Linked DNA regions of Zea mays: region 1 is linked to region 2. The links are chromatin contacts, called in public Hi-C maps. All regions are on one chromosome and are shown on one strand. Each heading gives the region's core, a stretch centred on a gene start, on an enhancer-like site or on the middle of the called end of the contact. The rest is flanking DNA. Distances are from core to core; before and after follow the strand shown.

What was found. A called contact is a pair of places that touch in the nucleus more often than the background predicts.
Region 1: a contact with region 2 is called in a Hi-C map of endosperm, with 5 times the contacts expected there. The contact joins the promoter of LOC606406 here to the promoter of LOC100193237 in region 2. A contact is called at or near these places in 2 of 25 Hi-C or Micro-C datasets (endosperm and leaf).

Annotation. Positions count from the first base shown.
Region 1 is chr9:55,252,461-55,258,666 of Zm-B73-REFERENCE-NAM-5.0, reverse strand. LOC606406 (glycosyltransferase) reads right to left here and starts at 4,892. Exons shown (of 6, transcript NM_001112281.1): 1 at 4,597-4,892; 2 at 4,366-4,470; 3 at 4,228-4,275; 4 at 3,970-4,089; 5 at 3,623-3,757; 6 at 917-2,284. The coding sequence starts at 4,741. The coding sequence ends at 1,119.
Region 2 is chr9:55,013,872-55,021,008 of Zm-B73-REFERENCE-NAM-5.0, reverse strand. LOC100193237 reads right to left here and starts at 2,575. Exons shown (of 3, transcript NM_001138387.2): 1 at 2,005-2,575.

The sequences.
Region 1 (6,206 bases), core at 3,643-6,142, 240 kb before region 2:
TATGTATCACTTAGATGAATCGAATTTGAATACCAACGAATAATGCTCATATCATTCACATCCCTAGATCCAAGATAATCTGGGATTGGTGTCAAATCCACAATTAGCACTTGCGTCCAATGATTTTATTTTTATTTTTATATCCACATGGCAGAACCAATATAATCTCAATATATTATTGAGCTGTCGCACCATATTAACGTCATCGTACTCATATGGCAGCAGAATCAATGTCACATCAGTGCTATATTAGGGCCATCCTTTCTAAGAGCTTCCTTTGAACACGGGAATTTCACATAAATAATACATGAATTTGAAAAAAAAATAGTTCAAAAAATTTAGAAAAAATATAGGATTCATAAAATAATCCTTCAAAAGAGCCCTAGAAAAAAGACAGCACGGTTTGGAGTCGAGGACCAATAATGTGTAAAATTTGTGAATATGACTCTCGAGAGGCATATCACAAGCTTGTAGACTTCGTTCGTGGTTGGACCACACTCCCCACATAGACCGGCCGTGTCTAACTAAAAGAAGTCGCGATTTGCCGTGAGGGGGATGCCAAAGTTTGGTAGTTGAACTAGCTTGTCCCCTGTACCATCACATGCTTAAAGCATATATAATCACATGTTTCCTAAAAATCTTATTGTTATCATAGACCTGGTGTACTTACATGCTGACCATGTGGGAGCCAGGGTAGTTAACTAATAAACTGCATGCGCCTCAGCACATCGCTTTGCTGGTACCAGCCCAAAATACTGTAGTGTTGCAGGATGAAAGAAGACATGTCGCACATGGCACTGCGGCTGCCACCTGGCAACAAGAGTGGATTTCCGGAAGAATTTATACTATTTTTTTTCCTGGAACGGGAGCTATGTATGATTGATTAGAACGAAAGCTATGCAGTGGCAGCAATTTATACAGTGTGTATACAACAACTTTTATAAGCCAATTTCTCCTAAATTTTCCACAATGCGAACCTTCTCAGGGAGGGACAGAACGAACAATAGATTTTACTAAAAGGAACGAATTGTAAAAAAAAAAGAAGGAATTGTATACAGGAAGGAATCTCTATTGCCATGCCCAGTACCAATTGAGCACAAGCACAAGCTTTTACGGTCTTACGCGTTGAGGTTGTCCAGTGCCTCCAACAGAATAGGCCTGAACCTCTTGCAGTCCAGCTTCACGTTCTGCTTGTCCATGAAGGTCTGCCTGATGAAGTCAAACCCTTTCTTGTGGAAAGAAATGGGGTTCTTGAAGATCTCATGGTCGCTCGGGTACTGCTCCGTGAGGCTGCTCTCGTGCACGCCGATGCTGTACTGCTTGTAGTGCAGCCCCATCAGCTCCGCGGGGTTGCCGAAGTCGGTGCGGGACACCCATTCCAACCCTCCCCACGGCACAATCTGGATCAGCGTGGCGTTCTGCGGCAAGAACACGCAGTTTGTGAGCCCAGCTCCATGGACGCCCATCATAACGTCCACCGTGTTCACCAGCGCCGCGAACTTGGAGATATCAGAGCTCACGTTGGCCTCGTCGATGACCACCTCAAAGCCGAGCTCCTCAGCCATTGCAATGATCTCGTCCAGGTTGAGGAACATCCTTGTGCGGTGCCTCTTGATGATGAGCAGCCTAGGCTTCACCTTAGGGTACTCTCCCAGCACGGTGACACTGTCCCTGCCCAGCGAGTAAGCGCCGCGCATGAATCTGTTAAAGTCAACCATCGAGTAGTTGTGCGGAGCCTTGGACGAGTCTATCGTGAACTCCATGTAGGCATGCAGGCCGACGATGACATGCTTGAAGCAGTGCACCTCGCCGTCCTTGCTGAAATCGATCACAGGGTACTTGGACAGTTTCTCAAGAACGGTATGGTACTTGATTGTCCACCAGAGCGCCATGTCCGTTATAAGGAACTGGACTTCTCCGTTGAACTCGCTTGCTGTCGTGAAAAGAGGGACCATCACGTCAGTGAAGTCGTGGAACAGATTTCCAGTGTAGCCTGTCAGGGAAAAGATCACAGCAGGCACGTCATGGTACTTGCTGCACTCGGGGGCCACTTTGCTTGATTTCACCGTCAGCTCCGTGATATGGCTAAGGCAGAACTCGTCCCCTTTCCGAGGGTACGGCTTGATTTTCCACAGCTCATCTCTCTGCGAATGCCCAGGCTCCATGAACATGATTGATGCAGCATTTGGGTGAACTCTAACGTCACCACGCATCTCGCACACGTTTGCTCTGAAATTTGAGAAGTCGCACAGGGGCTTGCTCCCCTGCTGGTCATTACTTGTATCTGCAAAGTGGAAGGTACTTCTATGTCAACAACACGCTATCTTTAATCAAAATATTTGGCAGAAATAGCTGGACCATCGCAAGTGAGAACGAGACACTTTAGGGCTAGTTTGGGAGCCATGATACCGGAGGTGCTAAATTTCTCTTGCTATTTAATTTTGAATAGGAAGAGGATGAATAACAAGAGGATTTTAGCCCCTCCGATTCTCTCTGTTATCCTTGCTCCCAAACTATGTTTAATAAAAATAGCTTGACACCTAGACCATCGCAATGGAGAACAATACAGCAAGCTATGTTTAATCAAAATATTAGGCAGAAATAGCTGGACCATCGCAATGGAGAACGATACAGTTTAGGTAGATCCCAAGGAAAAAAAGACTAGAGGTTTTAATAAAAAAATTGTACTACGCTGTCTAAATTAAGATTTGTATCGATTCTCCGATCTAAACTTTAGTTAGCTAAAGTGGATGACTAAAACTTTGGACAAAGGCTTAAAGTTTGGTGAAACTGTCAGTCGGCACTTCACACCTCCTATTTAGAGACTAAAGAGCTAAAGTGATCTAAAGTTTAATAGCTAAACTTTAGACCATCGGATCCAAACATAATCTTAAGCACAAGAATATGAGTTTATCAGCACCGATGAAGACCATACACCTAGATGCTACAAAAACGCATTTAAGGATCCTGATATAAGAAATTACTATGGACCCATCTAGTGTGCCCACCACTCCCAGGACCCATGCCCTGAGAGCATGTCCTGGCTCTGGCCAAGACAAATGCTTAAACCTCCGGACAACTTGATCTCGTGGCACATCAAAGGAATGATATCCGCACCACCATATCCCATTAAGAACAACCAAGGGCCTGATTCGTTGCCTGCATGATCTAGCATGGCTCATATCCAATGAAACAGGCTCACTTGAGACAAGTTGTGTACATGCAATTCATTAAGTTTGGTTGGTTGCATGTGATTAGTCAGGCTGAGAAGAGATGATGTTTGGTTGATTGGGTTAGGATCGAGATGGAATGAGAATAAAAGATAAAAATCTAAGCTAGGACATTTTATTCTATCGCAAGACATAATAGAATATTTTATCAACTTTAATATAGCTATCCATATTATAAAGAGAGGAACTAAAGGTTCAAGAAGGTTACTTAAGTGTCACAAGGTGAAATGAGCTCATGTTTAGACCTAGTGAAGTCATAAAGTTCCACTTTAGACACAATTGGCAAAAGGCTAACTCACAAACACTAATGTTTGTAATTTGGCAAATCGAGGTCTTTCATGTAGAAGAAGCAGTACGCGAAGCATAAATAAAGATAAGAATGGGGTACACACCGTCTTGCTTGGCATTTTGGGTGTCCTCGGTGTCATGAATAGTGTAGTTGGAAACGGTTGGGAGCGTCACTTTATGCTTCTCCGGCCCGTGGCCGCGGTCCTCCTTACTTTTCCCCTCGCCGTCACCTCCGCCGCCTGGACGTGAACAATCCAGGGCAAAATCGAGTGAGAAAAAGCGAACAGGGTGGAGCCTCTCAAATCATGGATCTGCGACTGCGAACGCCCACCGACTGTAACGAAACAAAAACGGAAACGGAAACGAAAACGGAAACGGAAACGAACGGATTTGGAATCGGGTGTCCGGTCCGGACAAGTTCATCATGAGCGGCTCAACTGCGACGCCTCACCTAGCACCTCCTCGTTGGATTTACGGCCGCTGCCGTCCTTGTCGGGGGTCAGCTCCGTCATCCCGCTGGTCGCGTCCGGCTCGCTCAGTACCCGGCTCTCTTCCTCCTCGCCCTTGAACCCTGCAGCGAGAGGGGATTGAAGGCAGCAGCAGTAGCGCATACGTCAGTCGAACAGCGGCGTAAACAAGTAAAATTGAGCGAGAAAGAACACCTTTCAGATAAGATTAATCAATAAACAAAAAAAGAAAAGAAATTCACCCTGTGGTCTTGGATCGGCTTCGTCATCGACCACTCTAGGGTCTCCACCTGCGCAGGAAGAAACACCCAAAGTTCAGTAATTTTTTCCCCAAAGATAAAATGAGGTCTCCAGAAATTCGACGGGGGGGGATTGCTCACGCAGTGCGTCGGTGGAGGTCTCAAGTGCGGTGGCGGGGGGCGAGTTAACCTTCTGCTGGATCAGGATGGACGTCGGCGCCTGGTCCACCGGCAGCTTGCCGTTCACTGAAAAAAAAGAGAGGCGAACACGAAGTTCGGTTAGTTAACGAAATTGATTGAAAGGTAGTCGCGCTCGAAGGGAGGCAAAGGTGAGAGCAATCGAGTTCCGATTCGCTGAATTCTTTTACTTACGGCTGGACAGGATGGAATCGGGCTTGGAGATGACGACGAAGGTCAGGGAGACGAGGAAGAAGCCGGCGACGATGACCAGAAGCCGGAACCGCCGAGATTCCTGCCGGACGCCCCGCATCTGCTTCGGCCGCTCGCCGGACTTCATCCTGCCCTTTTCCACCTCTTGGCCCCGCCGACTAGAGGCGTGCAGCAACCAGAGAGTGGCGAACTGGCGACAGGAGGCGGCTGCCCGGACGTCGTTGTGTCAAAGAAATGAAACACGGCACAGGAGGAAGCAAGAAGACGCAAGTCAGGCGACTTGGCTTCCTGCGTCTGCGTGTGCTGGTTCCCCTCTATCTATGTGGGCCTCTGACCAGAGGGCCGCGGCGGGAGACTAGGAGGTGGGGTGGGTGGCAGATTCTGTCTGACCCAGACCCAGCGGACAGTTGGGCATGTTCGTAGTATGGAACTATGGAGGCCGCCCTGTGCAAGTGCAACGCCCGGAGATGCGGTAGCTGGCTGCTAGGCTGGCGACCGAGTGACTTGATCGCCTCTGCTTTCGAAGGTGTTTCCTTCCTCCGATCTCACTCTCACGTTGGCTTTTGATTAGTCTCTCGCATCGTTGGAACAAGTCCGCGCGGCACTGCGACACGCCGCTCCGTATTTTAAAAGATCTATCAATCCCACGGCCCACGGGGGAAGGCCAGTGCGACAAACAGGAAAAGCACATGGAAAAGTGATGCAACAGAGCATAGCAGCTGATGTCAGCTAGCCTAGACAGCTATGGAATGAAAAGCACGGAAATAAATATTAGTTGAGGTAAACGTGATTAAGAATAGATTCTAGCTAGTATTATATAGTACTAATACAACTTGATGCAATTAAATATGAGACGCAATAGCCATCTCTTTCCTTAAGAGAACTCCATCCGCTCATATCGCTTTGTGTACCGTACCGATCAAACTTTATAACTAATTTTGTCGAAAATATTAGGAGTATTTTATATTTTTAAATAAATTTATTGTAAAAATGGATATGATAATATATTTAATGATATTAATCATGTGCTATAAATATTAACATCTTTTATATCTTTGGTTAACGTTAAAAATAGCAGTCACCTCAGAAAACGACAATGATAGTTATTTTAAGACTGAGAAAATATTCTTACCGTTTCTTTTTATAGTAGCTAAATGTCTTTGCGTTGCACTAAGGAAAAGTAATACCACGATAATACAAATTAGAATATCCAAAAAATTAATAATACTCGCTCATTTCTAAAATACAATTAACAGATGAATGTAGTGTGTATGCATATTTATATTTATTATTAATTATTTCAATGTGGACAGGAAAAAATGAGGGCTAAAAAAGACTATATTTTGGAATGGTGGGTGTATTTTAAATATGAATGTTTGTAATATTAGTCTTTATGAAAATAAACACCTTAAACAAAAAAATGTTAGAAACCTCTAGCGCGATATACCGATGGCCAGATTATTGAAATGATGCATTGTTGTTTGTAAAAATGGCTTTCGCATATCTCTACTATATTGTGTCGCCTCCTAGCGAGGGGAGCAAATAAATTTTCCCTATCGCGTAAAATAGGTTCTGCATGTGGAGGATTTGAA
Region 2 (7,137 bases), core at 1,326-3,825:
AAACATGGACGTTGTCTACAGATCCGGTGCACATCCCAGTTTGTGTTGTCTCCATTGCACGAGGCCGCGGTGGCCGGAACATGGCATCGACTGGTCAATTGAAGATAGCGGCGGCGCGACCTGCACTATCGCGGATGGGTGCAGCGCGCATGGGCGGCAAAGCGCGGGGGAGCTACAGGTCGCGGACAGCTGCAGTGCGCATGGGCGGGAAAGCGCGGCGGCGGTACAGGGAGGGCGGGAGGGCGCGAGAACGGGATGGCTGGCCAGTCTGGGAGAGCGCGGGGGCGGTACAGAGAGGGCGGGAGGGCGGGAGATCGTGCGAGAGGGCGCGGGAACGGAATCGCTGGGAGAGCGCGGGGGCGGGATATTGCGATTTGGCGAGACACAGCAGCTCGGCAATATTGGCTAGCGACGGAGGGCGATGCCGAGCGAGATGGCGAAAGCGAGGTTGAAGAAGAGCTGTTGGATTCGGTTTCCACGGGATTTATGTTTTTTTTGCCGAGCGAATGATTTTTAACCTGTCTGTTGGAGCTGCTCTAAGAGCTAATAGCGGTTAATTAGTCGTTATAACCCATTAATCCTTATTACGCATAGCCTAAGATGAGCTATTTTTTTTAGCAAGAGGATCAACAGGACTGTAGTCTCCGAACTAATAAGAAGCAAAAGAAAAATAGGCATATTCAATATGGAAAGTCTATGCGGCTAGCAAACTCATCCCTAAAGTAAATAATAAAGAGGTGTAGGGACGGTTGCGACAGACATTCTGAATGGATATAGCCCCATGTAGGCCGTAGGGATAATTGAATCTGATGTGGAATCGAAGTTTAACATGATGAGGTATAGGGATGGTTGCTTGCGAAATCGGATTTGAATTTAATATGGAAGACAATATCTTCACCTCAATGGCTGAGCCGCAGCCGCCCACCGGCCAGCTCCTAGACCCAGCCGACACCCTAGCACTCATACGGCAGCCGCCCAGCGTCCCACGGCCCCGTGCTCCAGCCGACCGGTCGTCATGGCACATTGGCGCATCGCCGAGCACCCACGAGGCCGCAAGCGGTGAGCCCCGTTGTCACACGAACCGCGCCACCTCGCCCTAACGTCTGGTGGAATCGCAACGCCGCCGAGAAAGTGGGGCCTAGGACGGGGATGGCGACGGAGAGACCTCGAGGCTCGTTGTGCGGGCGCGAGAGGCAGGAGGCATGGTGCGAAGATGGCGTAGGGGAGGCGGGGAAGTGCACGTGAAGTGAGATGCCAACAAATGAAGAGGAAGATGTAGGGGTTGTTTGGTTTGCTACCTAAGACGCCACAGCATGCCTAACCTTTTCTGCCTAACCTTAGTTCTTCAATTCGAGCGACTAAGGTTAGACAGATTGTGGCGCCTTAGGTAGGAAACCAAACAGGCTTGTAGTACTTCGATCTGTTTCTGGAAAGTTCCCATCGTTTTGGCTGGAGTGTGGCTGCGTACGGAGGATATGTGGTCGTGTGTTTCAAATCGGACGGGCGATAGAAATTCAGGTGACGTGGATCACCTGGTCATGCCGCTTTGCGTCACGCTCCATTATATAGGAATTTTCCAAGAGCTTTTTTATGAAGTTTGCCACGTAAAGGGGTACGGATTTATCTCAGTTGTTGGATCATGATCTGCGACCGAGATTAAAAGCCTATCTATTGAACCAGTGCACACTACTAGCCGACTGATCCGCGATCCACGTCTGGTAGTTGCTCACGCCTTAACCAAATCGTATACATTCATTCCGATCTCAATGGCTCCGACTAAATTAAATGAAAGGGTATGCGATGCTCTAATCCGAGCCCTCCATTTATGGGTCGACGACCAGGAGCCATCCCCCTCGACCCCGATGGCCTGAGGCGGCGTCGCCGACCTCTACGGTGGCGCACCTCACCGGACTTACGCGTCTAGATGCCCCAAGCCCCAAACGACAATCCGAACTATGCTACAGGTCCTAAGAACTGAGGCAAATTGCTTGACGGAAAACTCACCTGTGGCGTAGACGTGGGGAAGCCTGGCAACGGCGTGGTGCGGCCGGTGATACCCCTAGGATTCCGGCGAGCAATCATCCACCACTCGAGGTCCCATTCGACCCCAGAAAGGTAGCCGCAGGACCCAGAACCAATGGCAAAGATCCCTAGTAGCTCTCCATGGGTGGCGCAGCGGTGTGCACATGAGATGGCCGCGGCGGCGATTTCGCCATGCCGCGGGACGGACCGGTGACGAAACCCAAGTTCGGCTAGAAATTATTGAATCTTCTGTTTGTCTTCCTTGATCCAGTGTCCGTGCACTCCCTAGCGAACCCCCCTTCTTGGCCTCAATGATTGGCTGATTACCGGTGAGATGCAGAGGAGCTCGCGGCGGATCCTCCTCGCTCTCTCTTCGTTCTCAGGTCCCGGCTAGGTGGGATGCTAGGGGAAATCACGGTGCCTTGCTTTATAGGGAGGTCGAACCCCAGCAACCCGAGCGCATCCAATGGACGCGAGCAACACGGAGATCTGCTATGGTGTTTGCGGGATTCAGGGATGAGTTTGTTTTGGTGTGAGGTAGATGCTGACGAGGCGACCCCACCAGTCATTCACGGAGGCGTGAGTGTGTAGCTGCATAGCGGGGCCCAGGTGTCGGCGCACACATGACTGAGCTAAGCTGCAGAGGAGTTATTAGGCCGGCTGGGCCGAGGGGAAAGAAAAGAAAACTGGGTTGGGTTGTGTTTTTCTCGTTTCCTTATTCTTTTTCTATTATAATTTTCAATTTTCAAATTCAAATGAGGTTTTGAATTTCAATTCATTTAGAATGCACAATCAAGAAAGACCCAACATGATGCAAAACGAAATCATTATTTTGTTTATTTAATTATCATTTTATTTTGTTCATTGCACAAATGCTTCCTAATATGTAATTCATATACCCAAAATATATGTGTTAAGGAAATAATTCCTATTACATAATTAATTTATTTTTCTTAATTTTTTCTAAAAGGTAGCTTAACTAATTATTTTATAGATTATATACAAACTATTAGTTTAACAAAGGGTGATTTTATACAAGTATCTTTTATTAGAAAACACTTTTATTTAGAAACATATTCATTTTGGGGGAATCAACTCCAAGAGTAGATGAAAAATTTCTTATTCAGGATCTCTTTAATTCAATACTTTTGGAGAATTGTCTTAAATCCCAAAATGGAGATTTGAGGTGTTACACTAGACCTCTCTAAACTCATCGTAGCATCCTTCATGCTCCTTCAATGGTACCTGTTCTTGACCTGGTGTGATTATAGCAAGTGTTGGAACTTGCTCTCAGTCGCAAGGAGGCCAACAAGGGTGAACAGTGATGACAACAGGGTTACGTGCAAGAAGGCAATAGCTCTGTTAATCTGGCCTCCCACGGGCACTGTACAGGGGTATTTATAGGTACCTGGGCGCCCAGCGCCTTGTGTTAAGGACGCATGTGCCCTCAGCTACCTAGGTTATCCCCAAATATTCCCATAAAGCGGGGTTACAGACTGTAATTACAGGGATGCCTTTACAAATTAGGCCCGTAACACGCGGCGGCCACGCAGGGCCCGTTACAATGGGCCGGATCGCACGTGGGCCTCTGAGCTGGACGAGGCCGCACTGTGGGATGACTTCGTCGCCGGTCTTCGTCTGGTGCCGATCAAGCGAAGTGTGTCCCTGCCTGTTTTGTCTCTGTCAGAGCAGCAGCTGCCGCGAAGGCTTCGAGCGAAGGGTGACGTCTTTGCCTTTGCCCCAACATTTGCCCTCCGAGGGACCAGTTCGACAAAGTCACCTGGTACCGAAGACGTCGCTAGATGGCGGAGACGCTGCCCTCGCTCGAAGTGGTTCCGCGGGGGTTTTTGATGTGACCGTTGATTGACGGCGTACTGTTGGATTGCGGGTTTCCCGAAGCGGCGCGCCCTGCCTATAAAATGGGGCGGGGGTCGTTGCTTTTTGAACTTCACTTTCCGCGCTCCGTGAAAACCCTAGCCGCCCGCCGCCTTGCTGCTCGTCTGCCCGCTGTGCTCTCGTTCGCCGGAGATCTGGCTCGAGTGAAGCAGACCGCCCGCCGCCGCCGACGGTACGTAGCGATGCCGTCCTCTTCTTCTTCCGCTGCCGCTACGCCGTCGGCCGATTCCTCGCCGCCGGCCGCCGGCCGCCGCCTCGTCGGAGGAGACGCTGAGTAGTTTGATGGCGGAGGAGTTGCGCGCCGGCGATTCTGTTGATTTTGGCGTGTCGCGGATGTCGTCGGTCCGCGTGCAAGATATGCAGCGGTTGGGTTACTTCGGCGGCGGAGTCGCTCGTGCCCCGGGGACGGAGGAAGTCCCCGAGCCGGAGGGTGAGTTGGTTGTTTTCGAGGCGTTCTTTGCCGCCGGTCTCCGCTTGCCTGCGCACCGGTTTGTTGGCGAAGTCCTGCGCAGGTTCAACGTTCAAATACATCAGCTGACACCAAATGCCGTGGTGGCTCTGTCGAAGTATGTCTGGGCGACGACTTCGTACGGCGGACAGCCATCGGTTGAAGTTTTTGCGAAGTATTATTGTTTGCACTGGCAGAAGAGGATGATTGGGGACGAAGTCGCTCAGTTTGGGTCCTGCACATTCACGCCGAAGACCGGCAAGACCACGATGCAGGTAGTCGAGTTGGTTCCTTGCGCCCGCAACAAGTGGGGCAACTGGAATGAATTTTGGTTTTACGTTGCTGAGGGTACCGTCGAAGGCCATGAGGGACTCCCCGTGTCCGAGATGTGTTCTCATTATTACTCAGCGTACCCGCCCTTTGAAGTGGCAGAGGAGGACGTGGACGAAGGGGCCCTTCGGTGCGCTGCCAGCCTGAGCAGTGGGCGTGATTTGGTTGAAGAGTTTGTCGCGTACGGGGTATAGCCCTTGGCGCATGGCTGGGCGTTGGGCGAAGTATGCCCTCGCCAGATGCCTTTTCACGGTGGAAGGGTGGTGCGAAATCCTGCCTTCGCACTGAATCTGCGAAACCGCGACCCGGCTGCCTTTGTGCGTGAGGCGGAGGATGGGGCGGTGCGGCTCGTTGGACGTTACGTGCCGAGGACAGAGGGCCAGCGCAGCTTTGATATCCGCGGGTCGAATGACCGTTTGAACAGGGTTTTTGAATTAAATCAATTGCCGTATGACGGCTATCCTGGTCAAGACGACGTGGACCGCCGTGGGAAGAAACCGGTGGTGGAGGCTGGAGACGACCCTGCGCCGGCGGCCGCCCCATCCTCTAAAAAGAGAAAATTAGGTACTGCTATGGGAGGACTTGGGGTTTCTGATAGTTTTGCTAGAGAGTTGATGAGGACGTGCGCGGCCCCGGGGGGAAGGATGTCTTCGCCCGAGCTCCAGGAGTCTTCGGCTCGGATGCTGAGGGTTACCGGGGGTTGCTGGCCTAGGAATGTTCCTATCCCCCGCGCGGCTGGCGAGGACCTTTTTACATCTCGCATGGTTCGTGAATGAAGAGTTTTTCCTTACGGGCGGAATATTGCTGTTGTTGTGTCGGCAGTGATGGACAAGGACCGCCAGGGAGCAGCACAAAAGCGCCAGGCGGTTGTCAGGCTCGTTGAAGCTAGGCCGAAGAGACAGCGGGGGTCTGCGAAGGCTGCGGCCCCCGGTGGAGGCAAGCCGCCGCTGGCGGTGAAGTCGGGCGCCCCTACGTCTAGCAAAGCGCCGGAGGCGACGGCAGGCGTCGGGGTCTTAAAATCGACGAAGGCAGTGCCGGAGGTCGCGAAGGCGGCCCGAGCGCTGCCGTCGACAAGCAAGCGTATCGCCGACTTCGCCACCGATATTAGTGTGGAGGACTATCTTGGTGGTAAGTCGTTGGCTCCTCTTTTCTTTTTTTTATTATTATGATTATTTATTCGTCGATACGTCGCAGGGTCGGACGAAGGCCAACTTGCTATAGTTGCGCCTGTCGCGGCGACAACGACGGCTGCCGTCGCGCCGAAGGCGAGGGGCGGGGCTCTTAGCGCCGGAGGTGAGGTGGCGGCCCTCGCGGCCGTCAGGGATGAGGCGGGCGCTGCGTCCCGCCGGCTGAAGGAGGTGGTGGAGTCGCTAAGTCAGGTCCGCTGAAGGATGCCTTTTTTATATCTACTTCACTTTTTTTTGCCCGCGGTCTTATGTATGTTGTGCAGGTGGCTGACTTCGCCAACCACACGGCGTCGGGGGCCCTCACGGCAGTTGTGTCTGCCGAAGTCGAGAGACTTCGGACACAACATGCTGACGCCGTCCGAGAGAAATCGGCCGCCGACAGCAAGTGCCGCAAGCTGGCGGACAAGGTGGCCGCGCTGGAGGGAGAGAAGGCTGACCTCCGGCGCCAATTGGTGGGGGAGAGGAGGGAGACCAATGAGGCCCTCGCCAAGGCGCAGGCTGCGCAGGCGGAGGCCAACCTAGCACGGGCGGAGGGCAATCTTGCCAGGGAGCGCGCCGAGCAGCTGCAGGAGCGGCTCATCGCCCTAGAGAGCCGCGTGGAGCGGGCCGAGGCCGCGGCGCGCGCGGAAGCCGAACGGACGCGCACTCAGCTTATGGATACATATCGTGAGCTGGGTGCGCAGACCGGTGACTTCGAAGTGCCGGACCGAGAGCCCGGACTTCGCTGTCTGGAATGGGTGCAGGAGGAGCTGTAGGCACTCCCCACTGTCGTGGAGGGGTTTATGTCGTACGCCTCCCTGGTCACCTGCGAGGGGGCGATGAACGCGCTCTCCCGCGAAGGGTGCCGGCACTTCGAGGTCTTCGACTAGGCCGATGAAGATTTTGAACGAGATATCTATAAGGTTGAAGACCCCGTAGTGAAGGACTCCGCCGGGGCCATCTACGACCGGATGTGGGGTCCGCACGGTCGCCAGGTGGTCAGAGAGCGGGCCGAGACGGCGAGGGCTCAGGTAACGTTTTCGCTTGTTTGGCGTTTGTTGGATGTGGGCTGTGCGTGTGTTTGTTGAATTTTGTGTGTTTTGTCTTAGGCGGCGCGTGGAGAGCGGGTGGACGACTTCGGGGCGTTGAACAGCGCACTGCCTGACCCGGAGCCGACCCCGGCGGAGGCCGTGTCTGGGGTCGCCCTGGAGCCAACCCCGGAGACTGCGGAAGACGCACCGGATGCCCCTGCATCCGCTGCGGCCGGCGAGGACC